Linked DNA regions of Oryctolagus cuniculus: regions 2 and 3 are each linked to region 1. A link is a contact called in public Micro-C data. All regions are on one chromosome and are shown on one strand. The core of a region is the stretch at or near the end of the contact, and the rest is flanking DNA. Distances in the headings are between cores, read along the strand shown.

Region 1 (4,059 bases), core at 846-3,345:
ACACATGTTGCCCTCCCAGGCGCATTAGCAAGGAGCTAGATTGGAAGTGGAACAGAAGCAGCACCCATGTGGGACGCCAAACACCTGTCCCAAAGTCACTTTTAAACACCCCCACACTCTACCCATCATCCCTCCATTTCCTGTCCTCCCCTCCCAACCTAATTTTTATTTGTTTGCTTTTAATTAACCTGGGGCTTCCCTGATGGGCAGGGCCAGGTGAAACAGGCTGTCACTTGACCCAAGAAATAAAACCCAGCTGGGTTCCAGAAGACACATAGGTCCCCAGTTCCCGGAGACGGAAACTTTCCTCCTGCCTGCAACGCTCCTGCCCCCGCCTCCTCTTTAGCTGTAAGAAATGAACATGTGGATCGGGGCGCCGGATTCTGTCCCAGTTGCTCCTCTTCCAGGCCAGCTCTCTTCTGTGGCCAGGGAGTGCAGTGGAGGATGGCCCAAGTACTTGGGCCCTGCACCCCATGGGAGACCAGGATAAGTACCTGGCTCCTGCCATCGGATCAGCGCGGTGTGCCAGCCGCAGCATGCTGGCCATTGGAGGGTGAACCAACGGCAAAGGAAGACCTTTCTCTCTGTCTCTTTCTCTCACTGTCCACTCTGCCTATAAAAAAAAAAAAAAATGAACATGTGGAGCATCCTCTAGGTGGGCCCACTTCACAAATGATGACACCGAAACTCAGGAGGGTCCGGGGTTTGCCCAGGTCACACGACTAGGATGAGAATCCTGCCGCCCATATTACAATGCTGGTTCCCGTCCCAGCTACTCTGATGCCTGTCCAGCTTCCTACTAATGCTCCTGGGAAGGCAGCGCAGGGTGGCTCAAGTACTTGAGTTCCTGCCACCCATGGGGGAGAATCAGGTGGAGCTGCTGGCTCCTGGCTTCAGCCTGGCTCAGCCCTGGCAATTGCGGCCATTTGGGGAGAGAAGCCAATAATGGAAGCTCTCTCTCTGCTTTTCAAATAAAGAAACCTTTTTTAAAAAGTGAAGTGGGTTTCTTACAGAGAAGCAGCAAGGATTTCGAGCTTGTCCCCGAGGCCCAGGAAAGCTGCCTGGGACAGAGGGAGTGTCACCTGTGCACATGCAGCAGCTGAGGGACCCTAGAAATCAGCCTATCCTGATTCATACCGTGGCTTGTGTGACATGTTGGGCTAAGGCATTAAGGGACATCCTGTTTCTAAGAGAGACTGGAACGAAGCCCAGAGTGTTCGGGCCAGGCCCTCCTTATCTGGAGTGAGCTCTACAAGCTACAAAAGGGGTGGAGACCTGGCATAGCCCAAGGCCAACCGGGAGAACAGGTGTCACACTCTCTGTTGTGACTGTAGGTTCATAATCTTTCCACTTCATTGGATACTCTCCCAGGTGCCTGCACCCTGTGTCCCCTGCAGACACCATCTTTAAACATTCAGTTCATTTATTGAATTGAAAGGCAGAGAGAGACAGCGAGATCTTCCAACCGCCGGTTCACTCCCCAAATGCCTGCAACCAGCCATGGCTGGGCCAGACTGAAGCCAGGGGCTTGGAATTCAATCCTGGTCTTCTAACGAGTGGCCCGCTGCCCCCCAGGGTGTGCACCAGCAGGAAGCTGGAGCTGGGATTCAAACTCAGGAACCCAGGCGTCCCAATCTGCACCAAATGCCCACCCCCAGCATGTCCAGCCCCAGGTGCCCAGGGTGACCCCCCCCCCCCCCCAGGAGATGGAACACGACTCTCCTGGCCAAGTCAGTTCTCTCTGGCACTGTCCCTCCCGCAGGTCTCCCAAGGGTCAGTCCTCCCATTACTGAATAGTGAATTACTGTGTTCCCCGTCCTGGTTTGTTCCCTCCTGTCGTACAGCGACCTGGTCTTCAGCACGTAGTTGTCCCCAGGGCCCAGCTCTGAGCCAGGCACATAAAATGTGAAGGAACTGACTGAACGAGCTAAGAGCGCCTGGATGGGTCGGGGAACTCGCCCCAGCACGGGAAGCCAGACAGGCCAGCGGCCCGCCCCGCGACCTTGGCAGAGGTCAAGCCGGCGGCAGCGGCGGCGGCCAGGGCACCCATGTCCAGCAGGTGGCGCCGCAGCCCCGGGACCCAGGCCGTCGGCGCGATGGGGCGCATGCGGTCCGCGGTCATGCAGCCCGGCTTCCTTCCTCCCGGGCAGCCCGCCCGCCTCTGCGCACCCTGCGTCTCTGCACGGGTCCCTGCCCCACGCCGCGCTGGGAGGCATGGCGCTGCCTGGCGCCCGGGCGCGCGGCTGGGCGGCGGCAGCAGCGAGAGCAGCCCAGAGGCGCCAGCGCGTGGACGGCGCGAGAGGTTCCCCGCGTCCTGAGCCGGCGAGCGCGCGCGCTGCGCTTTACGTGCACGTGAGTGCGGGGGCGGGGCTGGCGGGGCCCCGCGGCGGGCAGGAGCACGGGAGGCGGCTCCGCGCGAGACAAACGCACCTGCTGTGTTCCCCGGCCGGCCAGCAAGGTCGGGGGTGGCACCTGGAGCCCCGGCAGGGCCGCGTCTCGGTCCGGAGACTTTTACGTCTGTGATAACGCGGCAGCCGGGTCACGCTGCCGAAATGCCTTCCTTCCCGAGCCTTGGTGTTCTTGCGTCCAGGTGGGCGCACCCCCTCGCGTGCCGCCCGCCCGGGGAGAGCTGTGTGGGTTCGCTGGCCGAGCCCCTGCGGACGGACCGCCGACAGGGGTGGGAATACGCGGTGGACTCCCCGCACTCACACCCCGCCCCTCACTCACCCTGCCCGCAGTGGCCGTACTGCGAGAAGCGCTGCAGTTACTGCAACTTCAACAAGTACCTCCCCGGCGGCGTGGAGGAGGTGGCCGTGCGCAGGTGCCTGGAGACCGAGGCGCGGACGCTGCTGCGCTTCAGCGGGGTGCGGCGGTGGGTACGGGAACCCCGGGTGACTTGGGTGGGGGGGCAGGCGTCCCAGAGAGCACCCCAACTCTCATGAACCCCAACCTCGTCCTGCAGTGTGGAGTCCGTGTTCTTCGGTGGAGGAACCCCCAGTCTGGCCAGTCCCCACACGGTGGCAGCCGTCCTGGAGGCGGTGGCACAGGCTGCCTACCTGCCTGTGGACTCGGAAGTCACCTTGGAAGCTAATCCCACTTCGGCCGCCAGCTCCAGGCTGGCAGCCTTCGGGGCAGCGGGGGTCAACAGGTTGTCCATCGGCCTCCAGGTAACCCGCGTCACCCTCTCGTTCCAGTGCAGTCGGACCTGCCCTGCAGTCCTCTCTCTTGGCATCCACTCATTGGGCAAACATGGAGCTCCTTCTGGGTGCCAGTGGGCCCTGGGGGGACGCTTTTGCACCTGCGGAGTTGCGGGCAGCCATCCTGGTCCTTTGGCCCCGTGGCCGGGCGTCAGACAGGCCTGTGTGTATGCCAGGCACCCACTTCAGTGCTGGCCCGTGGTAGGTGCTACAGGATTAGAGACGAGGGGGAGGCAGGCGTTGCAGTCCAGGGAAGGCTCCGCAAAAGGCTTTCAGAATACAGCCTGCAGGGCAGCTCATTCTGGTGGCATCACGGAAGCCTTTCCCGAGGAGGTGACGTTCGGATGAGGAGGAGGAGCTCACTAGCAGAGAGGATGTGGGAGAGAGAGATGCCGGCTGTGAAAGATCACCTTGCTGGCCGGCGCCGCGGCTCACTAGGCTTAATCCTCCGCCTGCAGCGCCGGCACACCGGGTTCTAGTCCTGGTCGGGGCGCCGGATTCTGTCCCGGTTGCCCCTCTTCCAGGCCAGCTCTCTGCTATGGCCAGGGAGTGCAGTGGAGGATGGCCCAGGTGCTTGGGCCCTGCACCCCATGGGAGACCAGGAAAAGCACCTGGCTCCTGGCTCCTGCCATCGGATCAGCGCGGTGCGCCGGCCGCAGCACGCCGGCCGTGGCGGCCATTGGAGGGTGAACCAACGGCAAAGGAAGACCTTTCTCTCTCTCTCTCTCACTCTCTCTCACTGTCCACTCTGGCTGTCAAAAAAAAAAAAAAAAATCACCTTGCTTGGGGGGAGCTGAGAGTCATTCCCTGTGACTGGAGAAGCCAGAGTCGGGGCTGAGACCCAGCTCCCGAACGCCCTGGA
Region 2 (4,059 bases), core at 1,118-3,617, 200 kb after region 1:
ACTCTTTCAAATAAAGTAAATCTTAAAAAAAAAAATAAAATTTGCAGCGGCTGGCACTGTGGCATAGTGGACTAAGCCTCTGCCTACAGAGCCAGCATCCCATGTGGGCTCTGGTTCTAGTCCTGGCTGCTCCTCTTCTGATCCAGCTCTCAGCTATGGCCTGGGAAAGCAGCAGAGGAAGGCCCAAATCCTTGGGCCTCTGCACCCACTTGGGAGACCTGAAGACGCTCCTGGCTCCTGGCTTTGGATTGGCCCAGCTCTGGCCATTGTGGCTATCTGGGGAGCAAACCAGCAGATGGAAGACCTTTCCTTCTCTCCCTAACTCTGCCTCTCAAATAAGTAAATAAAGTTCTTAAATATATATATATATATATGTACACCATGGATTTAAAAAAAAAAGTCTGCATATGCACTTTAATTCTAAGCTAACAAACAGGCTGATTAAACATCATCCCATCAGAATAAAAAAGATTTGAGAATTTCGGGGCTGGTGTTAGGGCATACTAGGTTAAGCTGTTGCCTGCAACACCAGCATCCCAAATGGGCCCCCAATGGGGCTCCGACTGCTCCATTCCCAATCTAGCTGCCTGCTAATACTCCTGGGAAGGCAGCAGACTTTGGCCCAATGCCACTTGGGCTCCCGCAACCAGGTGGGAGAGCTGGAAGGGGTTCTAGGCTCCTGCTTTCAGCTTGACCTAGCCCTTTTGGGGAGTGAACCAATGGGTGGAAAATTGGTTTCTCTGTCTCTCTAACTCTGCCTTTCAAAATACAAGTAAATGTTAAAAAAAAAAAAAAGGCTAGAGAGTTTTAAGTGTAAAGAGGGCAGCATACTACATTCAGTAACTTAACACTAGACTCGACCACCAGCAACAGCTCACAGCAAGACTCCTTATTTAACTGGGAAGGATGCAATCTGCAGGCAGATACCTAAAGCCCTGGATGAAATTCTGTAGGTGAAACTGCAGTTAAGAAAACAAAGTAAAACACTCTACAGGATAAACAAATGCGCCTCCCCTCAGCATGCAAGGGTGCGGAAACTTTTTTCTGCCCAGGTCCATCCGGATACCTACATCATCATTTGGGTGCCATACAAAGTTAGCCTGAATCTCGAGTCCCGCCAGCGGTTGCCTTAGCAGGGCCAGACAGTCCCCACCCCAGGCGGCAGCTGTGGGTAGCAGCAAATCCCTGCCGCAGTAAGACAGTAACAGACGCAACAGTGACACAAGTGTTGGTGTTTTGGGTCTCCCCCCCCCTTTCTGGTCTTGGCTAAAGAAATTGTGCTTGGGGCCAGCGCTGTGGCACAGAGGGTTAAAGCCCTGGCCTGAAGCACCAGCATCCCATATGGGCGCCGGTTCGAGACCCAGCTGCTCCTCTTCCGATCCAGCTCTCCGCTATGGACTGGGAAAGCAGAGGATGGCCCAAGTGGTTGGGCCCCTGCACCCACATGGGAGACCCGGAAGAAGCTCCTGGCTCCTGGTTTTGGATGGGCACAGCTCCGGCCTTTGCAGTCATCTGGGGAGTGAACCAGCGGATGGAAGACCTCTCTCTCTGTCTCTACCTCTCTCTGTTAACTCTTTCAAATAAATAAAATAAATCTTAAAAAAAAAAAAGACAGAAATCATGCTAGTTTTAAGATGCATATTTGCTCAGTTGCTAAGCTTTTAGCTCTGCACTGCCTTCTTCAGAAACACTGGAAGTGGAGTGAGCCTCAGGGCACACACTGGCTAAAATGACCTATCCCAGTATGTTCCAGCCAAGTTAGCCAGGGGCCACAGGGGACTGGGTGGGCGCTGCCCAGGGTGGACCACGTGGGCTAGGATTTGATTGCGCGGGGCGGGGGAGGAGGGTTGGCTAAAGCCGGCCTCAGGAAGGTACAACCTTGGAGGCCCGAGGCGCCAGGCCTCACCTTAGCCCGGAGCCCTGGCCGACTGCTCCACCCCCAGGCTGGCTGCCCTGACCTAGGCCTCCCCCGCTCCCCACTTACCAGCCGTTGACCTCATTTTGGGAGTTCACATCCACCCCGCTCTCCACCAGTTTCTGCACCTCCCGAATGTCCCCCAAGGCCGCGGCCTCCCGCAGCCTCTCCTGCTGCTCTTTCTGCTCTAGGAGGGCGCTCATCTTCCCCGCGGCCCCTAGGCCCCCGCCCGGGCCCGCCCTCCCCGCCCCGGGCCTGTCAGCGCCGCCGCCGCCGCCGTCCGCTCCCGGCCATGGGGAGGGAGCGCGGAGCTCGCCCAGCCTTGCTCGTGCCGCCACCCGCGCCCGGCCCGGGGCTCTCTGCTCGCTCCCCGCGGCTCCCCGCTGCTCCCGGCCCGCAGGCCCCGGCCTCCTCCCCGGCCGCGCCTCCCGAAGGCCGGCTCCGGGGGACCCTTTTCAGTGTGACAACGCTGACCCAGATACTTTCCGTTCCGACCCACGGCCCGGGCGGCCGGGCTGCCTGTTTATGTAACTTACTGCACAATGTTATCTGTTGTGATTCATTGACTATTTTTAGACCTCCCCACCCACCGCTTCAAGGGAGGAGGATAGACATATGAAAAGAGAAAAAAAGCATATTGAGAGCCAGAAAGGCCTTATCCTCTGGCACAGGCTGTTTACCAGGCAAGAAAAATAATTAGTGGGCTGATTTTTGCTGTTTTATTTTCCAGTGTGGTTGGCTCTTTTTTCCTTATCTGAGCCAATTGTTGCCCAGCAGGGTGGGGAAGTGGACTGAAAACGATCGTGCTATAATATGCCCGCTACCGCAGAGGTAGATTATGCAGTGCTTTCTTCTTTTTGACAGTGTTTGGGGCCATTCAGTTTAGAATATGTATTTCAGCTGTTGTTACTCCAGACCTCCTTTTTAAACAGGGACTTAAGTTGCTTTGCAGGAGAAATATTTATATGGTGCTTACAGTTTGTAAACTGTAATTTGTTACTGCTCATAAATCATAATGAATTATTCTGCGGAAGGCCATGTAAGGAGGAAAGTAGAGCGCCAGAGAAGCTTTGGCGTTCTCTGGGTCCTGGTCCCAGGCATTGGGGAAAGGCGGCTCCTGCATGTATAAACAGCACCTGGCCCGATTCCTGGTCTAATCTCTCTGATGAGGCCCAGAGCCTCCTTCCTACCCAGTGGGAGAAAAAGAAAATGCTATTCTGCTGAGCCCAGGTGCCTGGGAGAAATCCTCCATGTGGCACCGGCTGCAGCTCTGCAGATGGGGTCAGAAGGATTAAGGAAACAGCCCTGGGGACAAAGAGAGGAGATGAAATAGGAAGGGACGAATTTAGGCATGCAGTTTTCATTTCCATCTCTTGGGGCTGCCAGGGGCTGCTCAGCAAGCATTTTGCTGGCTACTATTTAGGAAAAGCCAACGTCTGTTTATTATGATACAGCAAATCACAGAGAACACAAGACACAGCGGGTGGTAGGGTGGTGCAGAACCCAAACAGACCACACACCCACCGACCCCCCTGGCAAACTGGAACTCTGCTGGAGGTTACCTTTTTATTTTTTTCCCCAATTGAAATTTTTTTTCTAAAAATTTATTTATTCATTTGAAAGTCAGAGTTACACAGAGAGAAAAGGAGAGGCAGAGAGACAAAGAGAAGTCTTCCAAGTCCTTGGGCCCCTGCACCCATGTGGGAGACCTTGAAGAAGCTCCTGGCTTGGGCCTGGCCCAATCCTAACCATTGTAGCCATTTGGGGAGTGAGCCAGCAGACTGAAAACCTCTGTCTCTCTTCTCTCTCTTTGTAACTCTGCCTTTCAAATAAATAAATCTTTAAAAAAAAATTAAGTGGAAAATTCCAGGAAAAAGCAATGTATAAATTTTAAGTAACTTTTATTACAATACATTGTTGTAATTGTTCTATTTTATCATTGGTTATTGTTAAAATGTTACTATAAATTAATGTATGTATAGGGAAAAAACATAGTATATAAATACAGGGCTCACTGCTTAGTACCTGGGGATCTTTGACCCCCACAGATAAGGTGTTAACTACTGTGTCTGAACTTGGCCTTGTCTCTAGGGAATTACCTAGCTCTTGGTGTGTATATTAAGCACTTACTGTTTGCTAAGCAC
Region 3 (4,059 bases), core at 635-3,134, 180 kb after region 1:
GGCTCCCTGGGCCCCCTTTTCTTCTGTTCAGAACTGTTAGAGCCTAGGTTTTATGTCCCCAGCCATTAGGGATCACCTCTTCCTGAGGCTAACGCTTGAGGTTACCCCTACCTGTGTTAGCTGTGTGGTTTCCCACAAGTTGCTCAATCTTTCTGTGCCTTTTTCTTTCACTCCAAAATAAGGACAGTACTGTAGTCCATGGTTCTTCCCCACAAAAATACAATGCAAGCCACATCAATGTAACTGAAATCTTTTCTAGTAAGCCACCTTTTAAAAAATATTTAAAAAGCAGCTAGAGAGATTATATACTTATGTGTGTGTGTGTGTGTGTGTGTGTGGACAGAGAGAGGGAGGGAGGCAGGGGGGAGGGAGGGAGGAATTGATTCATCATCCATCCACTGATTCACTCCCCAAATGGCCGCAATAGCTATTGGGCTGGTCCAAAATCAAGGGGCCAGGAGCTTTTTCCAGGTCTCCCACGCAGGTGCAGGGGCCCAAGCACTTGGGCCATCCTCCGCTGCTCTCCCAGGCACATTAGCAGGGAGCCGGATTGGAAGTGGAGCAGCCAGGGCTTGAACTGGTGCCCATATGGGATGCTGGCGCTGCAGGTGGAGGCTTAATCCACTATACCACCCCAGTCCCTAGCCACATTTTTTTTTATTTGACAGAGTTACAAACAGAGAGAGAGAGACAGAAAGGTAGCCACATTTTTTTAAAAACAAGGAAAAATAAACAGATAAAATAACTTTGAGTAGCCTATTTGGTTTAGCCCAAGACACCATGTTACTGATATAAAAGTTATTAGGGATATTTTGCATGTTTTCATTCAAGGCAGAAACCCCAAGTGTGTTTTATTAACTCACAGCCCATCTCAGTTGGGCCACGTTTCAAGTGCTCGGTGGCTGCATGCGGCTGGTGGCTACCCGGGGTCAGTGAGAAACACGAACAGCACTCGGCTCAGATACACTTCTGTGAGTCAGCTCTTCTTCCCCTGCCCCCACGGCCATTTTTACGTTCAGTCCATGGTCACGGGGCCTCCCCAGACCTCAAAAACTAAAACAGAAAACATGTGTTCCGCGCCTGGCGGTGTTGGAAGCACTCTGGCCTGCCCTCTCTGGTTTCATGTGCACTGCAGTCCTGGGGGCCGGAAATGAGGCTCCGCAGCATGAACTTGATTGCCCAGCGCTGCTCAGCTGGCGAGGGGGCAGGATGGGGACTCGGGAAATGGGGGCGATTGTCCCCAGCCTGGCCTTGCTGCATCAGAGCCACCTTCTTCACTCACACTGCCAGTGGGCTTGCTCCCGGCCCCCACCACCTCCGCCAGGCAGCCCTTCACGACTACGCGGGCATCTTACCTGCTTGGGGGCTGGCAGGTGCAGAAGCGCGTCCTCTTCCGCCTGCCATCAACACTTCCTGCCCCAGAGCATCCTCCACCCTGACACCCATCAGCGCCAGAGACAGGAGCCGGCTCCCCTCCTCCAGCACAGAGCTGGTAGCCACTTAAAAGTATAACCTGTGTCCTGTGCCAGTCCCGCCATAAATCCACTGTGAGTTCTAGCTGGTGGCTGGCGGTTCGTTCTGCTGCCAAAACCGTCATTAGTTGCAGGAAAGGGCCAGAGCGGGAGCCTGGCCATCACTCTGGCCGCAGTGACTCACCCCTTGGGGGAGGACTGAGGTATTTGTCCTTGGCTGTGGGGGTGCTGTGGCCTCTGTGGCCGGGAACACAGCCTTGCTTTGTCCACTGGCTCTGGCTCCAAGGCAAGGGGTTGAAGACATGCACCCTGCCCCTCCCTCACCTTCCCAGCAACCAGAACCGGGGAGTCCCCAGATCCTCCCCTGCCCTGCCTCTTCATCCTCAAACACAGCCCTGGCCCATCTTCCCCATGGGGGTGGGAGGTGACTGCCTGAGCTGTGTTACTTTAGGCTCAGCAAGATGGTTACAATGTGGCTTATGTGCAGCTGTTTGGGAAGAGCAGAGAGCAAGCATGTTCTTACTAAAATGTACATGACTGACAGCAGGAGAAGTTAGAAGAGTAGGGACCGAAATGGTGGGAGGGAGGTCTTGGAGGAAGGTGGCGGGTGGGGGGCGCCCTGCCGGAAATCCCTGCCTTTCCCTCCCCAGCGTGGGCCAGAGGCAGCTCGTGTGTCTGGCTCGAGCCCTGCTCCGCAAGAGCCGTATCCTGGTTTTAGACGAGGCCACAGCTGCCATCGACTTGGAGACTGATGACCTCATCCAGGCGACCATCCGCACCCAGTTCGACCACTGCACCGTGCTGACCATTGCACACCGGCTGAACACGATCATGGATTACACCAGGTAGGGAATGGATACAAGCGCGGGCAGCTTGGGGTGGGGTTGCCTGGGGCTGCAGATTAGGGCGAGCTGGGGCAAAGAGGAGCAGACCTGGTGTTCTCAGGATATGAAGCACAGTAGAATGGAATTACCTGGGCAACGGGGCGGGGGCACAGGGACACTGTGGAGTTACGAGGGGCCACTGGCACTCCCCAGGCACTGTGGCTTGTACACAAGCCGCCTCCTCTGTGCCCCTGTGGATAAGGTGAAGGGACCTGGATCCTCCAGGCCGAATCACGGCACCTCCTCAGTACCATTCACACAGCACTTGCATATAGTGATACCTGTCAGGGAAGGTGTGTGATGCCGGTCCCGGCCTTGGCAGCTGGCCCGACCGCCCGGGAAGAGCATTGTGTGAGCCCCAGGCCCAGCTTGGCACGGACTGCTGTGTGACCTCGGGCCATGCTCAAGACCGTTCTGGGCCTGTTTCAAAGGAAAGGTCTTCTCTCGGATTGTTGGAGGCCATTAATGGAATGTGCAGATGGGACTGGGAAGCATCAATGCCCAACCCCTCCCCACCTTCCTGCAATTCTCCCTACACAGGTCCCTCCAAGGACTGGGACTTTGCCCTCAGAATCTTCTGGGAAGGGTTGGTGGGGGGAGGGAACAGGCTATTTGGCCAAAGGAAAAATTGTGACCCATTCCCTCACTGCACCAAAGGGAAGAGAGAGGAGGCTGGAACAGACCTGTGGAAGGAACACAGGGCTGATACATCCCCAGGCCTTCATTCATTCAGTCAACACCTGGAGGGCAAGGGGAGGTGGGAGGGACCCAAAAGGGCCAAAGGGGTCCTGGGGGCCATTCTGGGCTCCGGTAGGAGCAGGGGAGGTGGGCAGAAGCGCAGGGCCCTGGGACAGGCTGAGCAGAGGATTTCTTCCCAGGACCCCTCCCCAAAAGGGCACATTCAGCAGCAGCCTAGGGCAGGCGGCTCAGGCTGACCTTGGGGGCTGGGAGTTCATTCATTGTGGTGAAGCAGGTAGAAATAATCAGGCTGCCAACCTGAGAAAGCAGGGGTCCGTGGTGTGTACAGGCTGGAGGGACCACCGGGACACTTCCTCTGCTAAGCAAGGGAAGCAAAGCCAGGCACAAAATGAAAGCTGAGGGTGGAGTGGGGAGAGGAGAAAGGGAGGGGACAGTTTCAGGCAAAGGACCCAGGGCACGCCCGATGCAGGAGAGGTGGTTCAGCCAGGGTGAGCGGGAGACAGCAGGCCTGTGCTGCACAGGGAGAATGGTGGAAAAACATCCAGTCCTTAACCTCTGACCGTTAGATGCCAGTGAAGGCTCTGGTGGTGGGGGGTAGCGGGAAAGGGGCTGAGCAGTCTCCCAGGCTCCCGTTTGGGCAGTGGCCAGCGATGCCAGTCTGCCCTCGCTCCACTCTCAGCAGGGAGTGGCCATCGCATGTCTCCTGGATTGGGGGAGCCCTCTCCCTCCTTCCTCCTGCTGGTGGAGCTGACCTGTGGGCCCTGTCCCAGGTGCACTTTATGCGACGCTGATGGGCAGCTGGAACCGCAGGACCAGGCCTGGCTGAGCGTGGGTGGGGGGAGATCCACCCAGCAGCAGCAGCAACAGCCAGGTTGGCAGCCCCAGTCCCAGATTTCACAGCAGCCGCTACCCCGCCGTGTGCCTTTGTGAGCTGGCACAAAGCAGACGGACGCACACAGGGCCCGGCGTGCAGGCCCGTGGCTCCCCACGCACAGCCTGCTCAA

What was found. Hi-C and Micro-C count contacts between places; a contact is called where the count stands out from the background.
Region 2: a contact with region 1 is called in a Micro-C map of ear pinna, with 4 times the contacts expected there. The contact joins the promoter of LOC100340343 here to the promoter of RSAD1 in region 1. A contact is called at or near these places in 2 of 6 Hi-C or Micro-C datasets (ear pinna and skin fibroblasts).
Region 3: a contact with region 1 is called in a Micro-C map of ear pinna, with 4 times the contacts expected there. The contact joins the enhancer-like site here to the promoter of RSAD1 in region 1. A contact is called at or near these places in 3 of 6 Hi-C or Micro-C datasets (ear pinna, skin fibroblasts and an unstated tissue).

What each region holds. Positions count from the first base shown.
Region 1 is chr17:26,385,092-26,389,150 of mOryCun1.1, forward strand. It overlaps RSAD1 (radical S-adenosyl methionine domain containing 1), which reads left to right and starts at 2,096. Exons shown (of 9, transcript XR_007911506.2): 1 at 2,096-2,352; 2 at 2,739-2,872; 3 at 2,963-3,167.
Region 2 is chr17:26,581,282-26,585,340 of mOryCun1.1, forward strand. It overlaps LOC100340343 (ankyrin repeat domain-containing protein 40), which reads right to left and starts at 2,368. Exons shown (of 5, transcript XM_002719290.5): 1 at 1,985-2,368. The coding sequence starts at 2,118.
Region 3 is chr17:26,562,802-26,566,860 of mOryCun1.1, forward strand. It overlaps ABCC3 (ATP binding cassette subfamily C member 3), which reads left to right. Exons shown (of 31, transcript XM_008271295.4): 30 at 2,123-2,317. Among named protein-coding and RNA genes, the nearest start is that of LUC7L3, 27 kb to the right of the region's middle. Within about 2 kb of position 1,885, at least 2 of the 8 cell types and tissues checked have an H3K27ac peak or open chromatin away from gene starts, as enhancers often do. A contact at or near this core is called in ear pinna, where this site is marked.